6 separate regions of the Mus musculus genome follow, and regions 1, 2, 3, 4 and 5 are each linked to region 6. The links are chromatin contacts, called in public Hi-C, HiChIP or PLAC-seq and promoter capture Hi-C maps. All regions are on one chromosome and are shown on one strand. Each heading gives the region's core, a stretch centred on a gene start, on an enhancer-like site or on the middle of the called end of the contact. The rest is flanking DNA. Distances are from core to core; before and after follow the strand shown.

The links. Promoter capture Hi-C pulls out the DNA fragments that hold promoters and counts their contacts. Hi-C and Micro-C count contacts between places; a contact is called where the count stands out from the background. HiChIP or PLAC-seq counts read pairs in DNA pulled down with a chosen protein or histone mark.
Region 1: a contact with region 6 is called in a Hi-C map of the N1E-115 cell line, with 7 times the contacts expected there. The contact joins the enhancer-like site here to the promoter of C7 in region 6. A contact is called at or near these places in 4 of 39 promoter capture datasets (the 3T3-L1 cell line, the C10 cell line, cranial neural crest and 1 more), 1 of 484 Hi-C or Micro-C datasets (the N1E-115 cell line) and 1 of 115 datasets of contacts at active chromatin or transcription factors (embryonic stem cells).
Region 2: a contact with region 6 is called in a Hi-C map of the N1E-115 cell line, with 4 times the contacts expected there. The contact joins the enhancer-like site here to the promoter of C7 in region 6. A contact is called at or near these places in 11 of 39 promoter capture datasets (the 3T3-L1 cell line, cranial neural crest, embryonic stem cells and 6 more), 13 of 484 Hi-C or Micro-C datasets (the N1E-115 cell line, cerebral cortex, embryonic fibroblasts and 4 more) and 2 of 9 other capture datasets (adipose tissue and embryonic stem cells).
Region 3: a Hi-C map of the N1E-115 cell line shows a contact between it and region 6, with 8 times the contacts expected there. The contact joins the enhancer-like site here to the promoter of C7 in region 6. A contact is called at or near these places in 9 of 39 promoter capture datasets (the C10 cell line, cranial neural crest, embryonic stem cells and 4 more), 1 of 484 Hi-C or Micro-C datasets (the N1E-115 cell line) and 1 of 9 other capture datasets (adipose tissue).
Region 4: a promoter capture Hi-C map of stem cell-derived epiblast-like cells shows a contact between it and region 6, with 7 times the contacts expected there. The contact joins the promoter of Plcxd3 here to the promoter of C7 in region 6. A contact is called at or near these places in 9 of 39 promoter capture datasets (the 3T3-L1 cell line, cranial neural crest, embryonic stem cells and 4 more), 6 of 484 Hi-C or Micro-C datasets (the N1E-115 cell line, cerebral cortex, cortical neurons and 2 more), 2 of 115 datasets of contacts at active chromatin or transcription factors (astrocytes and forebrain) and 2 of 9 other capture datasets (adipose tissue and pancreatic islet).
Region 5: a contact with region 6 is called in an H3K27ac HiChIP or PLAC-seq map of oligodendrocyte precursor cells, with 25 times the contacts expected there. The contact joins the enhancer-like site here to the promoter of C7 in region 6. A contact is called at or near these places in 4 of 39 promoter capture datasets (cranial neural crest, frontonasal cranial neural crest, hippocampal neurons and 1 more) and 1 of 115 datasets of contacts at active chromatin or transcription factors (oligodendrocyte precursor cells).

The regions. Positions count from the first base shown.
Region 1 is chr15:4,353,904-4,358,498 of GRCm38.p6, forward strand. No RefSeq gene overlaps it. Among named protein-coding and RNA genes, the nearest start is that of Plcxd3, 19 kb to the right of the region's middle. Within about 2 kb of position 2,753, at least 8 of the 459 cell types and tissues checked have an H3K27ac peak or open chromatin away from gene starts, as enhancers often do. A contact at or near this core is called in the N1E-115 cell line, where this site is marked.
Region 2 is chr15:4,501,451-4,505,886 of GRCm38.p6, forward strand. The region is part of intron 1 of Plcxd3 (phosphatidylinositol-specific phospholipase C, X domain containing 3); the gene reads left to right. Among named protein-coding and RNA genes, the nearest start is that of Plcxd3, 130 kb to the left of the region's middle. Within about 2 kb of position 2,626, at least 4 of the 459 cell types and tissues checked have an H3K27ac peak or open chromatin away from gene starts, as enhancers often do. A contact at or near this core is called in the N1E-115 cell line, where this site is marked.
Region 3 is chr15:4,225,450-4,230,113 of GRCm38.p6, forward strand. No RefSeq gene overlaps it. Among named protein-coding and RNA genes, the nearest start is that of Plcxd3, 150 kb to the right of the region's middle. Within about 2 kb of position 2,757, at least 9 of the 459 cell types and tissues checked have an H3K27ac peak or open chromatin away from gene starts, as enhancers often do. A contact at or near this core is called in the N1E-115 cell line and second pharyngeal arch cranial neural crest, where this site is marked.
Region 4 is chr15:4,373,673-4,378,531 of GRCm38.p6, forward strand. Plcxd3 (phosphatidylinositol-specific phospholipase C, X domain containing 3) reads left to right here and starts at 1,819. Exons shown (of 3, transcript NM_177355.3): 1 at 1,819-2,143. The coding sequence starts at 2,041.
Region 5 is chr15:4,122,539-4,127,211 of GRCm38.p6, forward strand. All of the region lies in intron 13 of Oxct1 (3-oxoacid CoA transferase 1), which reads left to right. Among named protein-coding and RNA genes, the nearest start is that of BC037032, 97 kb to the left of the region's middle. Within about 2 kb of position 2,318, at least 26 of the 459 cell types and tissues checked have an H3K27ac peak or open chromatin away from gene starts, as enhancers often do. A contact at or near this core is called in oligodendrocyte precursor cells, where this site is marked.
Region 6 is chr15:5,061,433-5,066,162 of GRCm38.p6, forward strand. It overlaps C7 (complement component 7), which reads right to left and starts at 2,341. Exons shown (of 18, transcript NM_001243837.1): 1 at 2,225-2,341. The coding sequence starts at 2,230.

The sequences.
Region 1 (4,595 bases), core at 1,503-4,002, 710 kb before region 6:
TTTAGTTCCAATTAATTCGCTGCTGACATAAGCATATCTAGTATTGGGTTAGAGCTGATTAAAGCTTAGTTCGTATCCTACCACACCCTCAGCAACACTTTAAAAAAATGAAATTTTAAGCTAGCGCTAGCATGTGTACCTGTTCATTGCTCCGGTGCCCGATACGAAAGACCCTTTACTTTCCCGTGGACCTCTACACAGACAGTGTCCTCTCAGCTTCCTTCTGCCATTCTTCAGGTCCCTGTCCAGGTGCCAAACTGTTGTGGGCTGCCCAGTGGCTCGAGAGGAACAGGGTATGGCTGAAGCAGCAGACTCGGGCTGAAATAGAGGGAACTAGATGGACAAGAGAAACAATGGAGCTAAGACAAGATCCTGATCAAAGCTCAATTTTAATATTCGGAAACACAGGCTTATGAAAAAGGGGGAGGGGCCCATTCCCACCAAATCATCTTCGGATTCCAGCTTCAGGTGACCATGTGAATACTCTAGAACAGCTAGGTAGCAGGTAGCAGCAGTGGGAGTGGTAGAATGATAGTGTGGCAGACTCTACCACCGGTGATCTCCTAGTGATCCTAGTGATAACAGTCAAGCCTGTTCAGCCATATTTCAGGCTGGGGATATATATATATATATATATATATATATATATATATATATATATATATATATATATATGTTGGATATTATCCCCCTATCAAATTTAGGATTGATTGACAGTGTCCTTTGCCTTACAGAAGCTTTGCAGTTTGATGAGGTCCCATTTGTCATTCTTGATCTTACAGCACAAGCCATTGCTGTACTGTTCAGGAATCCTTCCCCTGTGCCCATATCTTCAAGGCTCTTCCCCACTTTCTCCTCTATAAGTTTCAGTGTCTCTGGTTTTATGTGGAATTCCTTGATCCACATAGACCTAAGCTTTTTGTACAAGGAGATAAGAATGGATCAATTTGCACTCTTCTACATGCTAACTGCCAGTTGAGCCAACACCATTTGTTAAAGATGCTGTCTTCTTTCCACTGGATGGTTTTAGTTCCTTTGTCAAAGATCAAGTGACTATAGTTTGTGGGTTCATTTCTGGGTCTTCTTCAATTCTGTTCCTTTGATCTACCTATCTGTTGCTGTACCAGTACCATGCAGTTTTTATGATAATTGCTCTTTAGTACAGCTTGAGGTTAGGCATGGTGATTCCACGAGAGGTTCTTTCATTATTGAGAATAGTTTTTTTTGTTTTGTTTTGTTTTGTTTTTTGTTTTTTTCGAGACAGGGTTTCTCTGTATAGCCCTGGCTGTCCTGAAACTCACTTTGTAGACCAGGCTAGCCTCGAACTCAGAAATCCACCTGCCTCTGCCTCCCAAGTGCTGGGATTAAAGGTGGGTGCCACCACGTCTTTCAGTTCCTAAGTTAGAGTCACATCAAGGTATTACTCTGATACCTAAAGCACACAAAGACACAACAAAGAAAGACAACTTCTGACTGATTTCCCTTATGAAGATCGATGAAAAATACTCAATAAAATTCTCGCAAACCAAATCCAAGAACACATCAAAATGATCATCCATCATGGTCAAGTAGGCTTCATCTCAGGGATGCAAGGATGGTTCAATATATGGAAATCCATCAATTTAATCCACTATATAATGAAACTCAAAGGGAAAAACCCCATGATCATCTAATTAGAAGCTGAGAAAGCATTTGACAAAGTCCAACACCCCTTCATGATAAAAGTCTTGGGAAGATCAGGAACTCAAGGCCCATACTTAAACATAATAAAAACAATATACAGCACACTAGTAGCCAACATCAAAGTAAGTGGTGAGAAACTGGGAGCAATTCCACTAAAAGCAGGGACTAGACAACGCTGCTCATTTTCTCCCTACCTATTCAATATAATACTTGAAGTCCTAGCCAGAGCAATTAGACAACAAAAGGAATTCAAAGGCATACAAATTGGAAAAGAAGAAGTCAAAATATCACTATTTGCAGATGATATGATAGTATGTATAAGTGACCCCAAAAATTTCACCAGAGAACTCCTAAACTTGATCAACAAGTTCAGTGCAGTAGCTGGATATAAAATTAACTCAAACAAATCAGTGGCCTTTCACTACACAAAGGATAAAAAGGCTGAGAAAGAAATTAGGGAAATAACACCCTTCAAAATAGTCACAATTAATATAAAATCATTCATATAAGACAAGATCCTTTAGAATGAAAGGTGCCTAATAAATTGTCTCATTATATTGATTATATGGAATAAATAATAAGTCTAGGTTATCATATTAGAGTAATGTAAATTGTTTTCTAGCCTAAGTTTGATTTAAGCTTGTTATTTACACTGAAAGACCCCCGAAGGGAGACCCTCACTCAAGTCTCGGGAAGGCATGCACCCAGTGAGACACTGAGACCGAACTTGCTGTAACCACACGAGGCTTTAATGGCACACAAGCAACAAAGGAGCACTCAAACCAGCATGCTGGGGTCGAGACTCATACACCACGCAAGGGGTAGAGGAGTTTGAACCCGGCCTAAACTTTTCACAGATTTATAAAGGCAAAACCACAAACCAAAAGGGAGGAGTAGAAAGAATTGGCACGGTTACACAAGATTGGCTCATTTAAATGTCAGTGGGTTGATTACAAGTTAACAGGGTAGTACGTGCCAGCTAGGGCGTAGGGAGGCCATAAGGGCCTGGGACTTATCGAGGTTCGCAGGACATCTGGTTAATGTATGATTTACGGTGGACTGAGGGAGGCGCCACCCAGGGAGGCGCCATCCTGCCAGATGGCTATTGAGTCAGCCTTGACAGCTCTGGCCAGTTCTTGCATTCCTTTTCTTATCTTTTATGGCCGGACATTCCTTGCTACAGGGTGGGTCTTGCTGTGCCTGGGCCTGTTTATTAAAGACTAAATAGCAAAATTTACTCTTCAACACAATTAGAATTTTTTGCTGATAAAGAATCAAAAGGAAAAAAAAAGAAAACCCTAGAAAGCAAAAAACAAATGACTCACTTTAAAAATGGGCATAGGACCTGAACAGAGAGTTCTAAAGAATAAAAATATGGCTAGAAAACATTTGTGAAACTGTTTACTGTCCCTAGCAACTAGAGAAATGCAAATGAATTTAAGATTTTATCAAACCCAGTTAGAATGACCAAGATCAACAATATGACCAATCACAAATGCTCAATTGATTAAGGAAAAACAGGGACCCTTAACCCACTGTTGGTGGGATATCAGATTGGTGCAGCCACTATAGAATCAGTGTGGATAACTATCAATAAATGAAATATAAACCTATCATAGGACCTAGCTATACTACCCCTTGGCATTTGCCCAAAAGACTTGATATCCTATTCTGCAGATTTTTACTCAGCCATGCTCATTACTGCTCTGTTCATAATAGCTAGGGAACAGAAACCACCTAAATGACAAATGGATACCCAAAATGTGGTGCTTATACTCTATGGAATACTACTCACCTGTAAAGAAAACTAAAAAATGAACTCCGCAGGTAAATAGACAGCATTAGAAAAGATCACACAGAGTGGGACTTCCCAGACTCCGGAGGACAGCACTGCATATGCTCTCTCCTCTCAGGCTCTTAGCTTCGAATCTTCAGATATGAGTACATATCCTGCCATAACTGCAGAAGCCAGAGAGGTAGAAGTAGACAATTGTCAGAGCAGGGGAGTGAGTAGGGAGCAAGAGAGAGGAATAGCAGGGTGTCAGTGATCTGATGGGAGATATGGGGAAGTGGGGGATCTAAATTGAGAAGGGGAAGGGAGATTCAGAAGAAGGGATAGGTTAAAGGAAGAGAAACTATCTCAAACTTGATTGATGATGGGTCATCTCCGGGCACCATTTTTTCATGATCAGTACACTAAGTATTAGTTGCCAAGTTGATGGAACTTGGAATCAAGTAGACATGCCGGCCTCCAGATACACCTGTTAGTGTCTGGGAATGGCTGTGAGGAATTGTCTTGATTAGGTTAATTGAGATGGTAATTAGGTAATTGAGATGGTAAAATTGGGTGGTACCATTTCCAGGGCTTTTTATTACCGGAGTGAATAAAAAGAAGAAATCTTGCTGCTTAGAAACATTCATTGCTCTTTCCTTCCTGACTGTGTATGCAGTGGGACCAGATGCTTCATGATCTTGCTGTTATGTGTTCTCTGACGTGGTGGACTGCATCCTTGAAATGTGAGCATCAATAAATCCTTGTTCCCTTTGAGTGAATATCACAGCAACAGGAAATAAAATTAAACAATGAAACAGAAAGAATATTTCCCAACCAAACCAGCTGAAAGTATTATCAGGTCACTTTTTCTTAGTCTAGGGTAACCAAATCTGAAAGTCACTCAAATTGGTTTTGCTACTTTTTGAAAGAGAAAACTCATTTAAAGAAATGACTGTATTGATTTTAGAAAATTCAGATCATCTAAAATCTATACTGAGAACGGATTTTGACTGGCCAAATTTAATTTTTACTGATCAAATTAAATATTACTATCTATCTCAATGAGGAGCTTAATAAAATTTCATATGCAGTTCTTACATGAAAGAAGAGGGAATGTAAAAGAAATATTTATTAGTTA
Region 2 (4,436 bases), core at 1,376-3,875, 560 kb before region 6:
TTGAAGACAATGCAACACTATGAGAAACATTGAAGACATCATTTAATATATTTGATATGTTTCTGTCTGTTTACAACAGACAGAATGTAATATTACATGAGTAGTACTATACATGATTAACTCCAGCGCAATAATTACCCAATGATTTATGGCATATATTTGATAATAAGTATTGTGGGAAATTCTCCATGTCATATGAGATGGGACAAAGGACTCTCTAGCATCCTGGCGATGCTGTGTGAATTGAGCTTGTGATAGATCCAGCTGTGGTACCCATGTTCTGGTGTTTAGCAAGCAGTCTGCATATGTGCAGCTGTCTGACAGATGTTATCATCTTTCCTGCTGCAAGGTTGGAAAAGAGAGAGGGGCATTCTGTTCTCTACACAGCTCCATCTCAAATGCTAAGGGCAGGAGAAGAGAATGAGAAACAGGAAAGAAAGCAAAGGAAATATCCCCAAACCCAAACGTGTCTTTGTTAAGAAAAACAACCCAGCTGTTGGCAAGAAGTGGTGTTTTGTGAGCATGATGGAATCAAAGGCTTGTATTTCAAGGAGACTTATTTTTTTCTGTAGCACAAACATGATTAAGGGTAATGTGTGTTATTTTGGGGTTTCATTATCCATAAAAGGAAAATAAGTAGTGCCAGACATACAAGACAAAAATAAATAGTTGGACTTCAGAGGTCTTCTGGCTCTCAAATCTAAGAATTGAATAACCAGACTGCTTATTTGTTTCCAGGTTTGTTTTTGTCTTCTGGGAAATAAAAACTCCATAGGGCACTTTGTCTTGCTTCATTTCAGAACAGGTGACTTTAGTGATATGGATTTAGCCAACCTTCTCCTCTCCTTTCTCCAGATCATTCATTCTTTGGCTAGGCAGTCATATCTTCCCTGTTGCTACAGACATCAAAGGCTACCCCAAACTCTATGCTGCCTGCAATAGGAGGCCCAAAGGAGAAAATGACAGAGGGAGACATGAGATTCAAAAACAAAACAAAACCTCAGCATCTTATAGAATTAACTCCTAAAGAGGAAAGAGGAAGCCTGGACTGGAAAGATCCCTAAATGGCTTCCTCTCACTGTGCATATTTACCACATGGAAGGTTGAGCCTCCTCTGTTTCTCCTTCAATGGCTGCTATATAAAATGCAGTTTATGCTTACTGTCATAAGCACACAACGATCATGGGGAAGAGATGTTCTACACCAACCTGCCCCCGACTTGAGGACCCTTCAGAAGCTTGAGTAGAGGAAAAGCTGTTGGTAACACCTCTGGACACCAGAGGACTCAACACTCACAGTAAGAGCCTGGACCTTGTGTGCATAAAGAGAGCATTTTGGATCTGAATAGTCTTGAGTGATACTATGACATATAGCACAGAAAAAGCAACTCGTGGTCCAAGGAATAAAAATGACAATGGCTTGCAAATAATTATCTACCACAGTCAAGGGTGTTTACAGCCTTTCAGTGCAATTCTGATCCATGCTTCCTTCCAGTTAGCTCATTTTTAAATATAGTTTTCGAAGATTTATTTATTTATTATATGTAAGTACACTGTTGCTATCTTCAGACACTCCAGAAGAGGCATCAAATCTCATTACTGATGGTTGTGAGCCACCATGTGGTTGCTAGGATTTGAACTCAGGACCTTTGGAAAAGCAGTCAGTTCTCTTCAGGGCTCCCTGTTAAATGTAGAAACACAGACTCAGGGTGATAGTAAAAGCTAATACTTCTCAATTTCTTAGTAAACCATTCTTTATATTTATCAGTTAATTCATTTCATAATCATTGTAAATAGTTTCATCAATCCCATTGATGGATGCAGAGATTGATATGTACAGAGAAGGAAAGATAGTATTTCATTATTTCATGTACCATTATTAGGTGTCTCTCACATGCCAACCACTGTGTTTTGTTGGGAAATGCAATAATAAGATAGATTTCATCTTATTCTTATGAAATTCAGTATCTCCGGGGGGAGGATAGAAAATAACCAATTGAAAATTAAGCATGAAGTTAGTTATAAATGCTAAGAAGAAAACACAATTCAGTTATGTCTTCGAGACAAAACGCAAAGCTTTGGATGAGTCACACATGTTGGATACAGCAGTTTATTTAAGGAGATGATGTCAAAGTTCACATTTGAATATGTAGGTTAACAGGCAGTGGGGAATCCTAAGAAGAAGATGAAGTGAGAATAAGCTTAATGTGTTCAAGAAGAAGAAAGAAGCCAAATGTTCCTGGAACTGTAGTGAATGGTTCACATTAAGTACACTCCATGAGCACTAGATCACTATCAAAAGCAACAGAAAATACTTTTTTCTTTAATTTCATAGCACAATTCTGGGGCAATGGTTGTGCAAAGAATCCACCACTTTGCTGTGAAAAACAGATTTCTATGGGTTTTTAATCATAAATTAAACACGACTCTTTTTAGGTAGTCCAGACCATTCTATCCTTTTAAGCTCTTCTGAGCCTTGGAGGCAGGGATAGGGCAGAATTCCTCAGGGAACCAGTTGGTTCTCTTTTCTGGTTATCTTCCAAATCATTCCGTTGGAGTCAGGTCCCTTTTGAATTCCCCCTGAGCTATGCCAAAGCAGTCAAGGACAATTCTTGATACAATGTGCTATTTTTCTCTATATTTTTTACATTTCGTTCAGGGACAAACCTTCTGCCTGCACCTTGCTTAGTATTTAGTCAGCATTGATTCATCCTACTTCATGACTCACTGCATCTGGAAGGGTGATCATTATGAATTTGGAAATGAAAATGTTCGAAAGATAATGCATTTCGGTGCTCTCAGTGGGGAGAGGGATATGAACTACCCCTTATTCTGAAGCTTATAGACTTAAGTTCAGCTTCTCCATTAGGAGATACAGAACCACTGCCAGAGGTTTTTCTGAGTATCAAGAAATGAACTTAAAATGTTTGCCAAATTTATTTCAGAAACATTAATATTTTATTAATAGAAAATGATCAGCCCTATTTTTGATTTAGTATTTTAAAAGTAGCCCAAATCATGAACAATACAATACCATCCAAACTTAAAAGAGACTCATCTAGACATAACACAGATCACATACACAAAAATCTGTGCATGTTTGTCCATGTGAGCATTCTGGTATCTCTGTGTGTTTTTATGTCTCTGTGTGGATGCAGGTATCAGTGTTGATGTGTGTCTATGTATGCTTGCATTTATCTGTCCTGAAAAGTTGAGCATTGAAAGTGAGACAGGAGAGACAGGATTTAGGGAGAGAGGATGATGTCACAGGAAGCTGAAGAGCTAAGAAGTATCTTGAAAACTCACTGCTCCAAGAGTGGTGGTCAAGACAATGGTATTCACAGCACAGGAGAGTTTTTAGATGTGCCACGTCTCATGCTTCACTGGTCTTGGTTAAATTAGTTAAATTTTAACAAGCTCCCATGTGAAGCAGATGTGCATCAACATTGGGGAAATATTGTCTGAATGGTTGCATGTGTTTGGGGGTGTGTTCTCACCCTTTGCATTCGCTGGTAATTTCCTCTAGCAGATCAAATCCTACTCAGGACTAAACTACTGTTTTATCTGAAAGTGTCCTGTGCAGTTCATTCTAGCATTTATCATACTGTGTGATAAATAGTGAGTTTCCTGCCTGTTTCTCTTCACTGTAACATGAACACCATAAGGAAACATCCAGATAACGCTTGTATACTGTTTTATTTCCAAACGCTTGTCCTAATGGATGATATGATACATAACAGATGCTCTGTAATTCCCTATCAAATGATCAGTTCATCAGAGGAGGAAGCAAATCATTGAACAGACTTGATAAAATTAACTACCTTTCCCATCCTTACCATTTTTTTGTAAATCTTTCTCACAATCCCTGTCTATTCATAGGCACATACACAGATCATACACTACAGTGTCATGTGCCCAATAGATTCCCAGACTATTTAATGATTTTAAAATTGTTAGATAAATATTCTAAATAGTCCCTTTGGGTTGTACCAACCAGAGTGTCTCCTTACATTTCCAAATACACCAGAGTCAAAATCACCCTTGCTTAAATCCTACTGCTGCAGGTGACTCAATGGCAAAAGAGTCTGTTACTACATTTCACTATCTGACAGACAGTGCTCTAGGTCTTTGAAATTTAAAAATAGGTTGGTTTTTTGTTTGTTTGGGTTTTTTTTGTTTTGTTGTTGTTGTTGTTGTTCTTTGTCTAGATCCCTGTATCTGCCCTTTGTGGAAGTGTTTGGTACCCAGGGTTGTGATTCTAGGTTAGCCGGTTGTTACGTGTTATTATTGGGAGAGTGGCGCACTGCACAGCAAAGCTTGTGGTCATGAATCCATCTAACTTAATGCTGAGCAGTGTCCAGTAGAGAGCATATTGCTTTGGAAAGTGAAAGGTCCACTACGAGTACTTTAGTCTTTCAATTGCTTTTCTTATAGATC
Region 3 (4,664 bases), core at 1,507-4,006, 840 kb before region 6:
AGAAAGCCAACAATGACGAAAGGAAATGCAAAACCTGTTGACTTACTAGGTGCTAGGGTGCACCAGTAAGGCAGCAGGACAAAAGAACATTAAGTGATGGAGAACCAGGCTCTTTATGTGACTAGACCACTGGATGGTTTTAGCTTCCTTGTTAAAGATCAAGTGACCATAGGTGTGTGGGTTCATTTCTGGGTCTTCAATTCTATTCCATTGGTCTACTTGTCTGTGGCTGTACCAATGCCATGCAGTTTTTATCACAATTGCTCTGTAGTAAAGCTTTAGGTCAGGCATGGTGATTCCACCAGAGGTTCTTTTATCCTTGAGAAGAGTTTTTGCTATCCTAGGTTTTTTGTTATTCCAGATGAATTTGCAGATTGCTCTTTCTAATTCGTTGAAGAATTGAGTTGGAATTTTGATGGGGATTGCATTGAATCTGTAGATTGCTTTTGGCAAGATAGCCATTTTTACTATATTGATCCTGCCCATCCATGAGCATGGGAGATCTTTCCATCTTCTGAGATCTTCTTTAATTTCTTTCTTCATAGACTTGAAGTTCTTATCATACAGATCTTTCACTTCCTTCTTAGAATTGGGAACAAAACACCCATGGAAGGAGTTACAGAGACAAAGTGTGGAGCTGAGATGAAAGGATGGAGCATCTAGAGACTGCCATATCCGGGGATCCATCCCATAAATAGCCTCCAAACGCTGGCACCATTGCATACACTAGCAAGATTTTACTGAAAGGACCCTGATATAACTGTGTCTTGTGAGATTATGCCGGGGCCTAGCAAACACAGAAGTGGATGCTCACAGTCAGCTATTGGATGGATCACAAGGCCCCCAATGGAGGAGCTAGACAAAGTACCCAAGGAGCTAAAGGGGTCTGCAACCCTATAGGAGGAACAACAATATGAACTAACCAGTACCCCAGAGCTCGTGTCTCCAGCTGCATATGTATCAGAAGATGGCCTATTTGGCCATCAGTGGAAAGAGAGGCCCCTTGGTCTTGCAAACTTTACATGCCTCAGTACAGGGGAACACCAGGGCCAAGAAGTGGGAGTGGGTGGGTAGGGGAGTGGGGGGGGAGGGTATGGGGGACTTTTGGGATAGCATTGGAAATGTAAATGAAGAAAATACCTAATTAAAATTTAAAAAATAACCTTAAATTAAAAAAAAAGAAATATAAATAACATCACATTTCAGGCCATAGGCAAATCTAACGATATCTCCATTTTCTCTTTGTGATACTTTTCCAGAATGTTTTCCACCTCAGATTTGTTTACCCATCCACAGCATATACCAACTACAATTTACTCAAATCACAACTGGGGAACTTGAAATATTGAAAGTGTGCCAGGAAGGTAGATATCAGTGACAGAGGAGTTGGTCTTAGAACTTAGAAAGTAATGACTAGATTGCATAGATAGCAAAGTTCCCTGAAGCAAGTGAATGATGGAATCCCAATCTGGAAAGGCAAGAAGTAGAGCTGGGAGATTTTCAAAGTTGCCATGATATATTTGAATCTTTATTGTATAAAGAAAGAAAAGTGAAGATCAGAGTTTGTGTTGACCTTGACTTGATTAGATATGGCATTGCTCCAAAAGTATTTCATACATAAAATATAAATCTGAAGGCTCCATTCATCCTTACTAATGTGGGAACAGAACCAGCTTGCGAATTCGCACCATTAAATAGCATCATGTGCAGTGTACTTCATCCATTTGTTAGACAGACTTAATTACAAAAACCCAACTGGCATCTTTGCACCTTGCTTTCAATAACATCTCTTGGGAGCCTCTGGTGCTATGAACTTTATGCTGTATCACTTTGGGTGGCAAAAGCAACACACCTATGATTACATTTTTCCCAATACTTAGTACTTGGGCAATCTGCTATAACCTGCATTTATTTTTAAAGTACATATCAAATCCCTCTGGGAGCCAGTTATCCTCTGACAAGTTGACACTCAATTTACATTTGAATCTTTCCATATGCTATTTCTCCACATATGTGAAATTTCTAAAATCGAGACAGTACATAATGAGTTCTCCACTTGACTAACTTCATCTCTCTCATGCATTGACTATCTGCTCTGGATCTTGCACTACTGACAAATGAGCTGTTGTTAGTGAATCTGAGGAAGCCTTTCTACATACAGTTAGTCAGATGCTGTGGCTAGGAGGAACTTACCACTGTCACGGGCAATGTCACAGAGGCGCTGACCCTTGGTTTAAGTTTTCTAGATCTGCAACGACGGCAAGCTACTGAAAACCTTAATGGCTTAACAGTATATGAATTCGTCATCTTCTAGTCTGGAGGCTAGTAGTCTGAACCCAAGGTATGCAAAGTACCACACTTGCTTTGAAAGCTCTGTCCTTGTCTCTTCTAGCTTCTCATAGCTCCTAGGACTGTGTTCTGGCATCTAACTTCAATCACTGCTTCTAATTTTATGGATTCATCCTTTCCATATCTATGAGTTGTTGCTTTGTTCATAAGGATGAATAAATAGGCATTTCTATTTGGAGCCCAGTGTAAATTTAGGATATTTTTGGCTTAAAAGTCTTTGCTGACATCTGTCAAGATGCTATCTCAATGTAAGATAACTTTCTGAGATTCTGGTTGGACAAGAAGTCTGATGATGGGCGACACTATTCCTGTGCTCCTTAAAAAGTGAACCCACGGGAAGACGAAAGCCATTTGTGCCTTGCAGAGGTGGTCTGGTTTCCTGTCTACTTATCTCCTGAGACAGCACTGCGGCACAGCTGGTAGATCTCACCAGCTGCTGTCTTTTGTCAGCCCTGAGAGAGCTGCCCTCTCAGATACAGCTCAAACAAATGGCTTTCTTGTTGTCTTTTAACAGCCTAAGTCTGTCTTAAAACTTCTGCATACCTCGCACACTCATGGGTGTCTTAAATTACCTTTCATCCCCATGTCCCCTTCAGCATTACTGATTTGTGAGGTTTCCCCGCCCACTGAGAATTGCCTTTTGCAATGATTTTTCTTGAGCCCAATCTGCATTCTAATAAGCTGAATTCTAGATGTGGCTCAGGAACTAACTGGTGTGTCCATTTTAAGCATGTGTTCTTTAAGTAACTTTTCACTGTGTGACAGTTTTCTCATCTCAGCCAATTTGCTTTCTAAGTGAAAATGGGAAAATTGGTAAAAATCTATATGGCCCTTGCTATCTATGTAATGTCAATGTTTTCTGAACATTAAACCCAGACACATATACTAATCTGGATGAGAGCGCTCAAGGGAACAAAACCTTCTCTGAAAATGTAAATGGTCATAAATATGAGAACACCCAATCAACATCAGGCTATGTTCTTGTAAGCAGCTTCTAACTATAGTACTTTTGACTTCTATTAAGACAAAAAAAAAAATAGTTCCATAAAAGTAATATCATTTCAATTTTAAATCTCAACCAATTCATCCAATTTAGACTCAAAATCAGGATAAAGAATAGATAAGGTGAATCAGTTCTAAAATATTTGTTGCAAATTGAAGTTCAGTCTAATGAATCCTGAGGTTTACAAGGTGATCCCTAAAATCAGTTACCTAACCATCGAAGACTCTTTTGTTTTAGACAATAGAGAGGCAAGAACATACAAGATAATTGATTCGGTAATACAATAGGCAAATCATCTCTTGAAGTATATAGTCTTATCAGTTGTTAAAAAAATGACAATTTATTTTCTTTTGTTTATTATGACTTTTTACAACTTGTCAACTCCTAATTAAAACAAATATATTCATTTTATTTTATAAGTTTAAAATATTTTTAAATTCAATAATTAGGCCATCCATTTAAAATATTTAATTTCCTTCTTCAAGGAGGAGGAGAAATTTCAACCTGCATAAAACAACAAATAAACAAAAAACAAAAAAGCCTTCTCCCCGTTTTAGCTATTTTTGGAAGAAAAAACCATTCAGCTCTATGTGTACTTGTTTCAGATCAGGTCGTTCCTTTTATAGTTCACTAAGAGCTTAGATGAAATGTAACTATTACCTTTGGAGTATATCAGTAAACAAATGTAGTTAAAATTCATAGAGCCACTTGTAGGAAACCATTGTAGTACCAGCCGTAACAGCCCAGAGGCAAGCTCCAGCTCTAAATGCTTAATTTTTATATTTCTGTCTCAATAAGCTGCTCTATCCCTGGCTGTAGAGTTATTTTAGTTCATTCTTGTTAAGTTGGCATTACAAAATTCCATAGGTTACTTGGCTTGTAATCAGTAAAATTGTGCTTCTCATAGTTTAAACAGCCATGAAGTCAGAGCTCATGAATTTGAGAGGTCTTGTCTGGGGACAGCCTACTGCTTCATTCATAGACAACAGCATCTCACTATGACTTCACATGTGTGAAGAGACATGTTCCCCTTGGGTCCCACCATATAAAGGATTAAGATCAATGCTTAATTACTCCTTGAAGGTCCGACCTCCTAATGCCATAATCAGGATGAGGATTTGAATATGTAGATATGAGGGTCATGAATATTCAAAAGATGTAAGATGTACATGTAAGATGTCAGCCTCTTGGAAGAGGATCCACACTGCTCTTTACCTCATTTCATTTGCTCGAGGCTCAGCCACCTGTCCAGAGGCTAACTCCTCTTCTATACACGCTGCCTATCATTCAGTTCCGTCTTCTAGCCTTCCAC
Region 4 (4,859 bases), core at 569-3,068, 690 kb before region 6:
TTTTATAAACTGTTTCCTAAACTTTTTAGGACACATCCTCACAATACATTTGGATAAAGAGTATTTTTGAAGTACATCTTACAGAACAATACCTCACAGGTTGCATAATTAATTGACCACCCTGGAAAGAATACTTTCAAAGTCTAGAATAGTCTCCAAATAGACAAGGAAAAGTGAGGGTGCAGATCCTGCTATTTCAGCAAGCACACCTGAAAGTGTCACCACAAGTCTCTCAGTAGTCATGACTGTGTAATGGAAAACACAGGACTAACAGGCACTGGAGGACTTTGCTCACACACAGTGTGGCTAACTCTCCAGTGTGATTCTGAGTTGCTGCCTCAATGTGTTACCCTTAAAACACTGGCATTAGTCAGAAGAGCGGGGCTTATAAATCTCTTTGCCAACAAGCAGAGATGATTCGCATTCTAGCTAAAAGCATACAAGGATGTGCTGTGCTACCGAGAATGTAAAGAGTTCTCTGAGCAGAAGTTTCAGTACATCTCATCCTCATTCCTAAAGATAGACCAACCATGTCTTCAAGACACGATGGACTGTTTCCATGGGGAGAGTAAGAAAATTTGATCAAAAGAGTTAGACATCCTCTCTCCTCCCTCTACCTTCCCCCAAAGTAATTTCGAATAGATAGGGAATTTTCTTTGGTCACAGCATCCTTGCACAAAATAAAAAGGCTCTGGGGCTTTTAAAATGTTAAATGGGTTTACTGAACTGAAATGATTACTCTCATGTTGCTCAGTGCTGTCTCTCCAACCTTGATTCTAATTTCTTCAGCCTAATAGGATTTCCTCTGGGAATAGAATTTACACGTCCCTCCATAGGAAAGCCAGCTCCTTTTGCCCATCCTTAGTCTCTGAGTGGTAATGGCCTAGCACATGGTCACTCTGACTCATACAGTCCTGTTCAGGCCAATGCTGGTCTTGCCACATTTGTAAGGTTAGATTCTTTCTCTTTCTCACTGCGGAACAGGTGGACCCAGACATTTCTCTGGAGCCACATGAGCGATTTCTCTCTGGAGAGACACATCTCTTTAGTCTGCCAAGGAATGAAGATCCAAACAATCACATAGATCACTTCAAGTGGTGCCAAATACATTCCACCAAATGCTACTGGCAGTAATTACAGCATGTCATTGGGAGACGTGGTTCCTTCCAGTCCCAGACTTTCATCTTTTCCTGAGTGCCGTGAAACCCAGAAAGGAACTGCATCAATGAAGGTCTTCACAACCTGTGGCAGTGCCCCTTGACCCGTGAAATGCCTGGGACCAGGGATTAATATAGAAGAGAATATACTGTCCTTCCTGCTCACCACGTGTATCAATCAGCTCCTTAAAACATCAGGCAAAGTGATAAATAAAGACCTCCATTTTGTATAAATAAGTCGGAGGACTCTTTGCTGAGAAAGGGCACACTCTTTTGTGGCTTAGGGAAAGGAACACTCTTTGGGAAGAATGGAAAGTGTTGAGAGCCAAAGATGAATTTGCTCTTCAGGAGGTAACAACATGCCAAAGTCTACCAGGATTTTTAGATTCGACCGCAAGACTGCCTTTCATGCAAACTGGACTAGGAACTCTCACCAAGGGACAGAGAAAGACGAGGGACAAAGCAGCTCGGAAAACGAAGTTTTTAAATTTTATTTTTGTATGTTTGTTTGTTTGTTTGTTTTAAGGATGAAGGACTAATAACAAGAAGAGGTGGGAAGCTGCAAAATGGCAAAGAAAGGCAGAGCCACCTAGGAGGGGTGAGACGGGAGGAGGGAGTCTGGAGGGAGGGGAAAGAGCAGAGAGCAGAGCACGGACGTCAGGAACAAAAGCCCCGGCAGTGGAGTCTGGCAAGGCAAGGAGGGAGCATGGGGTGTTTTTGAATAATTATTAAAATGAGCATGTGTCTGCGCCATCCTGTGGGTGTGGCGCAGAGCGGAGTGTAAACTCTAGCGGGGCCGAAGCAAACATTGGCTTAACGGCAGCAGCTGCCAGCCTGTGCCTAGGAGTGTGGCGACTAGCGCGGCGGCAAGCAGACCGGCACCATGGCCTCATCTCAGGGGAAAAACGAGCTGAAATTCGCCGACTGGATGGCAACTCTGCCTGAGAGCATCCACAGCATCCCCCTCACCAATTTAGCCATCCCAGGTAGGTGCCCACTGCCCCTGCCTCGCCCTGCTTCATTTTACACCCAGTGCTAACTTCGCCTGTGTCTGCGGGAAGGATGCTCATCCAGGGGGTGGGTCCCCGGGTTTTCCAAATCTTGGAAGACCCTGGCACGGGGTGTCAAGGTGACTGCTTCCCCTGGGCTTCAGAAGCAGACTGTGTCCGGAGGGCTGGGGCAGAGGAGAAGGTGGTTCCAGGATCGCTCCCTGAGACCTTTTTCTACGGTTTTCCTTGAAGATTCTGGCGGGGGCTGGGGAGTAGGCAGGTCAGGTTCCTTAGTCTGTGGCTCCGTGGTGCGCTCGCTATGGGAGGGAGCTGGCTATCTTAAGAGTTCGGCTCCAGAACGTCACTGAGACCATCGCTGGCATGGACTTGGGAGAATTTGATAGCTTTGCTGTTAGAATCTACTGGAATCATTAATATTCGTCCCCAGTCTCCTTTAAAGAGACAAAGCGCTTTCTGAAGAGTGATGAAAGTTCGGGATCTGTGGTGGCAGCAGGATCACTGTCCTTGACAAAGAGCTGAATGGGGCAAGAAGCTGAAAGCAAGCCTTTCCTCATTGGCTTGGATGGGGAGCGAGTCAGTCTGGTCAAAGAGCTGCTTAAGGCAGAGCTCCTTGGGTCGAGAAAGCAGACCCTTGCACATTTGCGGCTCTAGACAGAAGCCAGGCAGTGAGACCGTGTGAGGCACAGTTTAGAGATGGGAATGATGAACAGATGGCCCTGGAAAAGGTGACCTAGCAGGTAGTCCGGAGGAAAGCAAGCAGGGTTTAGAAGGGTAGCATCAAGATGTGTTTGTATGGTGTGCATGGCTTGGACCAGAGCACTGGCCAGGTTTCCAGGTCAGAGCACACAGTAGTCCCTAACTCAGGTATCTAAGAGAGAAGATTGTTTCTGGGCAGTTTGTGAGTGCAGCAGCTGGAGAAATGCTTACATTTCTCTAGCAATTTGGCTGAAAGTGTGCACACCCATTCTTACCAGACTAGGCTGGAGGGCAAATTACTCGTAGATAATCAACCCCTGCCCGGAGTGTAGCTGAGTTTTTTAAGTTCAACCTTCTGGTCTACTTCCTCTGATCTGCTCTATCTACGCCTGCCCCTGCCCACCAACCCCTTCACCCCACCCCAGGGGAGAAAACATGATGGAGTTTAGAGGAAAAGAGTCGAAGTGAGACTTAAGAAATACGAAGACAAGGAAGAAATAAAACAGTTTTCTGGGGGAAAAAAACCCCAGGGTCCAATCAACAAGCATTGGAACTAACCAGTAACAACTCAGTTGTAGTGGATGTTTAGTGGCAAGGACAGGCACAGGTTGTTGAAATCTCCGTCCTCAGAAAAAGGTTGTCCCTGCTTTTGCCCTTTCTCAACAGATGACTTTCTGGGACCTAGATATCTCTGCCAGAGCACAACCCAGTTTCTTTCTGTACATATTTTATACCCATGAGTCTGGGCATTGCTCTTCTGAAGGAGTAGAAAGCACACAACTTTGCTAGTGAAAACTCCACTCTCCCTTCCACAGGCAACCTCTTCCTCCTTTAGTTTTTATTTGGTTTCTTGTTTTCATGTGGTTGACCAGCTTCCTGAACTGAGCTGGTAATAAGTTCAAGGACTGAGGTGCTAGGTCTCTGTGAAGGTAATCTCTAGAGATTCAAGGGGGTTAAACGCCTGAGGTAGCATCCCAGCTCTGAGGGATGGCGTGATGCCATGTTTAAAGCTTACCATAATGTCTGTAACACTTCACTTTCTCAAAGCCAACTTGTGCATGCTAGGTCACATCCTCCCCAAAGCAGGCAGTGCGAGAATTCCCATTTCTAGTTCACGGACTAAAACCAAGCAACGTGCCCCTCAGAACAAAACAAAGACAAGACCCAGAAACTCAGTGCAAGCAAATGACCTAAAATCAGTTTAGTGATCTGATCCTTAAAAGAGATTTTATGGAATATTTCCTAGGAATTCGGGGGCTTTGAGATTTATGTGAGCATAACTCAGAAGCAACAAGTTCTTACCAAAGTATGGAGTGAGATATCTGTAGACATAGGGTAATTTTCCTTCTCTCTTTCATGGGACTAAGTAAAACACTGAGGTCAGAGGCTTCAATTTTCTGATGGTCTTCTGGGAGTGACATAAAAATGACGTATTTGGATGATATGGACTTTCCCTGTATTTCCAAAAATGTCCTATAAAGCCTTGTAATTTTACCCCAATACTTCCAAGAAACATACACACACACTCACACAAACACACACACACACACAATCAAAAGTCACACAGACACATACACATTCACACGTAGATACACACAGACATACACAAGCACACAAAGGCAGACACATATGCATACATACAGACACGACACACAGAAACACAGATACACACACACACACACACACACACACACACACACACACTCACCAAATATATGTTCCTGAAAACCCATATGGTTTTGAAAAATAGGTTTAGCAAAATCCTTCTTTATAAAACTAGGATTAAAGTACCCAAGGAGCTAAAGGGATCTGCAACCCTATAGGTGGAACAACAATATGTACTAACCAGTACCCCCCAGAGCTCTTGTCTCTAACTGCATATGTATGGCCTAGTCGGTCATCAGTGGAAAGAGAGGCCCATCGGTCTTGCAAACTTTATATGCCTCAGTACAGGGGAACGCCAGGGCCAAGAAGTGAGAGCAGGGGGGGGGGGAGG
Region 5 (4,673 bases), core at 1,068-3,567, 940 kb before region 6:
TGGCTACTTTCTCTAGCTCCTCCATTGGGGGCCCTGTGTTCCATCCCATAGCTGACTATGAGCATTGAGTATATAGTTCCACACAGTTGGTGTAACAGACTGTAGGAGGATGTGAGCTCCAAAGGTGCCTCCTGAATCAGACCCCTGCTAGGAAGCTCACTGGGACCAGGTCTCTCTCACTGCAGAGAGACACAGGCTAGGAAGGAACCAGGTTCCAACTCTGAGGGCTAAATCTAGAGGCGCCCAGGGCAGGTTACAGCTGATGAAACAGGTCCTTACAAGAACAGGAATAAAAGTGCTTATTAAAATGAAATGTCAAGTTTATTGCAGTTTGCGTTTGGAAAGGCCACTCTATGATGGATAACTGATATTTACGATGCATAAGCTATTTTACCTGCCTACCAAAAGAGGATATAATTATATTTCCAGTCCTGTACGAGTTCATTTACATGATCAATTCACTTGTCCTGGGAAGTGGAATTAAATTGATGAAAGGGGAGTTGCAGCCTTTTGGGGGGTTTTGAAAACTAAGTTTAATGCAAAAAAAAAAAAAAAAAAAAAAAAAAAGAAAGAAAGAAAGAAAAAGGGAAAGCATTATGCTGTAACTTTGTTGTAAACTAAGGCAAATTGAAAATCTTCATTTTCCCTAAAGAAAAACGGTTATAGCCTGTTTTCTTTGTGTTTTAACAAATGTTATTATTTAACCATCTCTCATTGTTTCTCTCCTGCTTTCGCGGGGAGCATGCTAAGGAGAACTTTTCTTCCCTTGAGCAGTATTTAATAATGGGGAAGACAGAAATAAAGAGGCTTATATTTGGACTGAGGTGGGTACTTCATGTTCTGGAGTTTAATACTGAGAAGCGAGCACCAGTTTTATTAATAATTCGCCCCACAGCCATCCTTTCCTTATACTTGCCATGGGTTCACATTTCCTTCTGTGGCACATGCCACCACTAAAAAATGCTACAAAACGGTTTCTATATACAACTAAGGGTTTCTCACTTCATACCAGAAGACTGAACACTAACAATCCAGAAATGAACTGTTGCTATTTATGGCCTAATGAAAAAGATGGTGTCATGAATAATTTTTCAACATGTTTTGTATTTTATTTAAAGCATATTTTGCAGTACCTCCCCAAATATTCAAACTCCTTGTAAAATCACCAAAAATTACATGATCATGTTGAGAGCTTGACTGTTTCTTTTTTTTATTAGATATTTTCTTCATTTACATTTCAAATGCTATCCCCTTTCCTAGTTTCCTCTCCAAAAGTCCCCTTACCCTCCCCCTGCCCTGCTCCCTAACCCACCCACTCCTGCTTCCTGGCCCTGGCATTCCCTTTTACTGGGGCATATAATCTTTGTAAGACCAAGGGCCTCTCTTCCCATTGATGGCCGACTATTTCTTTTTTTGCATATAATTTAACATTTGTAGTTTGCTACACTGGCGAAAAAAGCAGATGAAATACATTGAAAATGCTGATTTTTAAGTAAATTCTATATACTAGGATTTTATTGAAAACACTAATGGCCTTGTATTTCTGATTTTCATCTTGGTACTTGCATAGCAGACTGAAGTATTGTGTGATTCTGTTGTATTGGAGACTACCACATTTCTAGCTCATTTTTTTTTTTTTTTGCATTCTTTCCATGCTTGATGTCAGGGTTGGCCCTTAAATGAAAAATGATGAGATGGTTATAAGCTGAGCACCCAGCAATCATCTCCCCATTATACTAGAGGGCATACAGTCCAGATCTAAAGTTACGCCATTCAAGAAATATGTGTGTGCAATGAGAGTTAAAGAGGTTACACCTGGTGTCACCCTGCCCAGTGCTCATTCATGTCCAAACCCTCTTCTTCATTACATGGCAATCTTCCACAAGTGTCATCTCTCATGATTTATTTAAAGGCCTATTTTTAGTTCCTTAATCTTCTCATTTATTTAGCTTTTTGTTGTCTAGGTTGAATAGGGTATTGAGTCCGGTGAAGGAAGATGAATGTGAAAGTGGAATCTTTATCCCTTTCCAGCTGTTCCCTTAACAGATCTGTTCAATTCGCGCTCCCTCGCTCATTCACGAGAAGCAATAGCTTAGCTTTAAAAATGTCAGATGATGTGCTGGACGTTTGGATAGAGCAGTAAATTATGATTCCCAGCACAGTGTCTGGAGGAGTCACCTTCCTCTTGCCTCTGAAGAGCCTTGCTAACTCCCTTCCGTTTGTTCCATTATATAAGTAGCTCTTGTTCTACACTGAGTTTTCTGCTGATGTTAATGCACTTGCTCAATACCACATCAATGGGTTGGTTACAATAGCTGCTGTACCAAACAGGTCTTCCTGCTTAAGCAGTTTACTTCCTGTTGATGTTGAACAGTAGGGCACGGTTCTGAGTAAGTGAGCTTTGTAAGGACCCAGGAGCTCACCAGTCTTCCCTCACTTTGCCTTTTTGTGCCCATACAGTAGAAGGTGGAAGAATATGAAGGATTCAGACAAGACTTGTTATGAGCTAACATCTTAAAGTCACGAATATTACCTCCCCCTTTCCCTTTGTCTGGAATCCAGGCCCATTGCTATGTTTAACTGCAGTAGAGCTGGGAAACAAGTGGCTTAGTCTCCCACAAATACTGATAACCCAAGGTGAGGGATAATGGTGAGTTTGCCTTCCATAGCTGCTTGTTTCTCTTTTTGTTCTTGCCAGTCTAGATAGAGCCACTTGTCTTCCTTCAGTAATTGATTATGTTTCAGGAATCCTTTGGGTGTTCAGATGGTAGGAAACAACCTGTTTTCTTTTTCCAATACGTTGAGCATACTAAAAGAGTTAAGAGAACTGAATACCTGCAGATTTTGTAGTTACTACTAGAAACACATTGATTTGGGAGCACCGTGGTACTATTTTTCAGTATTGCTTTCTCCAAGTGAGGGTAAGTTTACTGAAATCCCCTCCTGGTAAGATTGCTGTCACCCCTTCCTGCCATCCTTTGTCCAGGCAGTTACCAGATGCCTCCTCACTGTCCTGGTGCAATGGGAACAAGCCCATTGCTTACTTCCTTCATCCAGATATTTGTGGTGTAGGGGAAAAGGAGTCAGGAGGAAGGAAGGACAAAGTCCCAGTAATAGTAGAATTACATACTGAAGGGACCCAGGCAAAGGTCACTTATCGGCATGTTGGGGATATATATATATATATATATATATATATATATATATATATATCATATACTTCCATATGTTGTTGTATGCAGGGTATACCATGGCTTTATGGCAGAGATACATAGTCTTAGTTTAGGTCAGAGAGGTTTGAGATTTGGCAATGTCACACAGAGTATAACAGTTGTTCATTCTTGGGCATCTTTTGCTTGTGGAAAGCAGGCATTTAGAGGTTAAGATGGTGCTGTAAAATCTCTAGCCTGTGTTTTGTGGGCTAGAGAACATCAGATCACTTACCTGAGCCATGAAAACTTCATATACAGTGAGTGTGTAAAGAGAGGACCCTTTTAAACAGAGGCAAACAGGTAGCTTTTCTGAAATTGTTTCAAGTTCTGTTTCTGCCAGCTGAGTGCTCTGTACCCAGGAGGTTATCTGTAAGTATTTAACTAATTGAAGTGATTTCAAATGTGTGCATCACATTCAGTTAAGTTGAGCAAGCCCCCATTAGAGGCTGTCATAAGTTTCAAACCTATGTATTCATTATGTCTCAAGGTTTGCCTGTGGTGTATTGCGACCAGGATTTTCTTTTTCTAATTCAAGGGACTGAGAACACATTAAATTAATTTCTGGTTTCTTGTTTCTGTCCATGGCTTTTCCATACTTATCGAGCCATAAAGATATTGGTGTTTTCTACAAAAATCTGAGGACCTGATGACTAGCCTGTTAGATTTGCAGCTGACTAAAGGTCATAGCATTGATGGAAAAGTTAAAATTGCACATTTATATTTTGCATTCTTTTTTATGGGAAATTTTATTTGTTTACATTTCAAATGTTATCCCCTTTCCCGATTTCCAATCCCCCAGAAGCTCCCTATTTCATCCCCCCACCTCCTGCTTCTATGAGGGTGGGGGGCATATGAGGGTGTGCCTGCACCCACCTCTTAAACGCGTTCTCACGACCGGCCAGGAAGAACACAACAAACCAGAATCTTCTGCGGCAAAACTTTATTGCTTACATCTTCAGGAGCCAGGAGCGCAAGCCCCAAGCCCCAAAAACGAAAGGCCCCCCGCTTACATCTTTAGGAGCCAGAGCGCCAGCGCGCCAGAGCGCCAGAGCGCAGAGCGCAAAAGCGCAAGAGCGCAAGTAAGAGAGCGCAAGTAAGAGAGAGAATGGCGGAAACCCCGTCCCCTTTTAAGGAGAATTATTCTTTGCCTAGGACGCATCACTCCCTGATTGGCTGCAGCCCATGGCCGAGTTGACGTCATGGGAAAGACAGAGTACATGTAGTGGTAAAATACCCTTGGCACATGCGCAGATTATTTGTTTACCACTTAGAACACAGGATGTCAGCGCCATCTTGTGACGGCGAATGTGGGGGCGGCTCCCAACACCCACCCACTCCTGCCTCCCCACCCTCATATTCCTCTACACTGGGGCATCTGAGGATGCTTTCAGCCAACCATTTAACTGATCAAGGGGTCCCCAATGGAGGAGTTAGAGAAAGGACTGAAGAAGCTGAAGGGGT
Region 6 (4,730 bases), core at 1,091-3,590:
CTTCTGCTATTTGATAGCTCCAGGCTTCCCCATGTCTCCCTTGTTTGTTGGAAACATATCACAAAAGCATGTTTTCCAGGTTTGCTCTAAAGACTGTAAACACCATGTGCTTTTAAAGACAAGCAAAAACTGTGTGCATCTTGGAATGGAACCATTGCTTAATCTGTTGGCATCGGACCAGCCTATTAAAAGGGGGAAAATCTATTGTTACATTAAAATGTCATAAATCAATGACATGAAACACATTTTAAACATAAAACAATTATTAAGATGTGTCATCTTAAAATGAGGAAGGAAATTGATTGGCAGCTAATACAAGTATTAGAAAACACAGGTTAGCAAGGTGACTTCCTTCTTGGAGTAACGAGGATTCTAAATTGTCAAGTGAACCTACAAGGCACACTAAGATAAATTTCAAATTAGACTGTAAATCTAAATTTGTAGACTTCTTTGTTGCTGTAACATTGTAGCCTTCAGTGCATCAACTTGGCAGTTTACATTCAACTTTTAACTACTTCATTCAAAGGTTACTGAAAATCTACATCTGGGTCCTTCTCCAACTTCACTAGTGAGTATGGGTTCTGGACAGGTGGGCAGCACATTAACTGTGGGGCAATCCACATTGCCCAGTTTGCTAATGCAGCATGTTTGTTTTTAAATATCAAATCTGGCTCATTTGGTAAGGCACCTGCTGTGCACACGTAAGGATCTGAGTTTGGTCCCCAGCATCTGTAAGAGGCATGCAGATCCTTGTGCTCACAGATAAGCACTTGGAAAACCAGGAATATTAAAACATTAAAACACATGGTTGTCTCTCCAGAGAGAGAGAGAGAGAGAGAGAGAGAGAGAGAGAGAGAGAGGTGTATAACCTGCTCAGAAGGCTGGGGATGAATGTAGTTAATATTTATTAACCTGGTGACCTCTGCTCTATCTGGATGGCCAGGTGGAACTAGCTCCTTCTGACCCTTAATCTTGAGCCTCTTTATCTCAGTCAATCTACAGCACTATCCTGCCCCAAGAGACTTATCCCAAGTTAGTTTACCTTGAGCCAACTTGAGCCTGCTTCCTTAGTAAATACATAGAGCCTATCTTTATGGAAGATGCCACTTGGACTTGACCAAAATATATGTAATCATGTCTTGAGTACGTGGGACTGGGTTAGCATCAGGATACTTTTTCCATATTGTGCTGTGCTTAAATATGCCTAAAATAAACTACCCGGTGTCAGACTTTCAAAGTTTTTCAAACCAACAGCAGTTAACTGAGTTATATTAAACCAAATTTCCTTCTTGCCTCCCATGGTTTGATACTCTAATGGCTGTGGTGCTTGTAGAAACTGCCTCCAAACCCTGCACATACACACAAGCATCCACATAAAAAGCCAAGCGCAGCAGTATATACCTATGATCCCAGTACTGGAGATGCAGAGACAGGAGGGTATAGCAAGACTAGTCATGCAGGCGAGTGCAAGCTTCAGTAAGAAACCTGATCTCAAAAAGAAAAGGGAAAAAAAAAAGGAAAAAAAAGAAAAGAAGGCCAGCAATGGAGGAGGATACCATCTGGCATGCACACATACCTATGAACACACAAATAATAATAGCAATTCCAGCTTGGTTTTCCATCTTAAAATTTCATCCTGTAACAATGATTTCTGCCTTTGGTTGTTCATTGCATAGTAACTTTTAAAAATATATAATTCAATTATTTTGTGATGGTTTAACATCTATGTTGATAAGCCCATAGCTGCACTCCTGTTCTTACATTTCTGCCCTCACAGCCCTGACCCTTTTACTCAAGATTTTAAATTCTAACTTTCCAAAGCTACAGATTCCACTTTCTATAAAGCTCTTCTATAATCTAAGCAGGACCTTGCTGCATGGCCCAAAATGAGAATTAATAAATGATCAAACTGGATACAACTTATGCCGTAGAAGTAACAAGGGTGCCATTGTGTTCCTGTATTGCTTTCTTGGGATTTCCATAAACACTATCTTCAGTTCCCTTGTCCCAACTCTCTCAGACTATAACTGCAAAGCAAGAAAGACCCATTCACTTTGGCTGAACTATTAAAATTTTACTTATATAAGGATTATTTTTCAAGTCACTCATAGACCTTTTACCTCCACGTTTTCCACATCTTGCTCTTCTTTGATTTCTTTCAGATAAGTGTGACCTTCCCCTTTGAGGTGCCTTCAACTATATAAGCCATACATTATTATCTTACCTGCATGCTTGGGAAACACTCAGTACAGAAGAGAACAAGAAAATTTCATCTGTAAAGACAGGCAGGCTCTTGTCTCCCCCACAGTCTGTCCTGCTCTGAATTCTTTTTCTGCTCACTTATAAAGCCAGCTGTGCTGAGTCTTCACCAGACTCTCCAGGGACACAGAGAGCCTGCCTCTGTACTTGACCTGTGCCTTGATGCCAGATGCATTTTATCAGTTACACAGACCTTTGCTGCAACCAGCTGGGACCATTTGGAAATCACAGATATGTTTCTGGGAAGTATATCTGTTAATTAGGAAAGACAGTAAATGTCTTCAGTTCATCATTTAAGTGATTTCCAACCAAAGGAGACTGTAACATAAGGGCAAAACCTTTTTACTACTTTAATCTACTAAACTGAGTGCATGTTCTCATGATTCTCTTAACAGATATTATAAAGCAGATTTTGAGATTGCTTTGTGAAAGGAGAGTTCTTGATCCATTTTCTGTTTTAATAACAAAGTACTTGAGACTCAGATCTTTAAAATATAAAATTGTATTTGTCTCATAATTCTGAAAACGAGGAAATACAAGAGCATGGAACCAGTATCCACATAATATCTATGAGAGTTTGTCTTTAAGCATCCTGACACAAGGTATCACTTGGAGAGACATCATAAGTGTGGTAGCAAAAGTCTCTCTTTGGTCATTTAAAAACCACTAGTGCTAAAAATAGGAGCCCCATTCTCATGACTTCATCTATTGCTTAGAAGCCCTTCCTCAAAATAACCACTAATGTACGATGGGTACTAAATTTTGGAGGATAGGTTTAAGCTGTAGTAGATCTGGATGTAGCTCCATCTGTGAAAAGTAAATTCTATGTTTGAGAATGGATTTTTTTTTTCCTGGAAACAAATGGAGAATAACATTTTTTTTTCTTTGACTTTCACAGATTAATCGCAAAAAGTGTTTGGGGGCTACAGCCTGCATGTGAAGTCAAAGGAATCTGTTCCCCGCTTCCACCATGTGAGTTCTGAGAATCAAACTCCAGTTTTCAGGCTTGGTCACAAGCACCTTTGCCCACTGAGACATCATTATGGCCAGTTTTCAGTTTTCTTTGTTCTAAGTTATTTTATTTCATGTACATGAGTGTTTGCAGGCATGGATGGATGGCTACCATCCCTCTGTGTGCCTGGGGTCCTCAGAGGCCAAAGGAGGGCCTTAGGTCCCCTGGAACCAGAGTTATACATAGTTTTAAGTCACCACGTGGATTCTGGGAACTGAACCTGGATCCTCTGCAGGAGCAGCAAGTGTTCTTAACTGCTGAGCCACTCCTCCAGCTCTGATTCAACTTTTTAAAGAAGCAGACTCATAAAGAAGCAGACTGTGTCACCATAGTCTCAGGGCGTGATGTAGAACTAAATGCTTCCTTTGTTATGGTCCCAGAGGGAGCAGGACGTATCTTAATCTCTAGCAGCAGCTGAGACAGAAGAGAAGAAAAGGGAAATGTTACCTTTCTGAGTTAGGACTCAGAAGGGCAGACACACCTAACAGAACCATGACTTTAGCAGATACACAGAAGGTAGAATTCTCAGAAGGAAAAGCTCATTATCTCATTGAAGGGATAAATATTCCTCCCAGCTTAAAAGCCTGGTGTTAGGTGAATCTAAGCCAGGTGACTAATCAGCCCAACTGGACTGTCTCCACCCGGGGCCATAGAGTCCATTCTCTGGACCAGAAGGAAATAACTTTCCCTTGATTGACCTTTAATGCTACAATGTCACATGGGTGTTTATCTGTTTGAATTGCCAATGGGGAAACCATTAGGATAAGAGCTTTCAATATAGATTCGGTCTGTACTGCTGGCAGTTTGGCTGCTGGCATAAGCTTTGTGGACCTTTCCAAAGGGTCAGTTGGGAACCAGTGTCTGGAAAGCACTTAAGGAAGAATGGAAACTGTGAATCAGGATGAGTCAAATGGGGGTCATGTGTACGTACAGGAGAGGAACTGGAAGCATAACGTGGGATTTTTCAGTTTAAAAAAAAAAGCCTTTAAAAGACAGACAGAAAGTCTAAAAAGATTCTCATAACATAGCTGAAAGAACCTAGTGGGGAAACCCCCACTCTGTTCCCGATTCGGCGTGCACCCAAAAATCACGAAAAGGACCGTCTTGATGTAAATACACGAGGCAGTTTAATGGCGGAGCTCTGGGTCGAAACATATCTCACGCAGGAGACAGTGGATTTGACCACGAGACTTGAAAGCTAGGGATTTGAGGAATTGGCGTGGTTTCACATGATTGGTCCATTTAAACATCAGCAGACTGTACATGCATGCAGATCAAGGTAACAGCAGAGCATCTGGTTAACATTTAACTTAGGTCAGAAGGACGGGAGATAGGGAGGCGCCGGGCCAGTCCAGACATTCTTGTATGTCTTCCCTATCTTTATGGCTAGTTGGTTCCTGGGATGACTTTACAGCCTTTGTTCTTTGTTCTAAGCCCAAAAAGCCCTCCTAACTAGCAA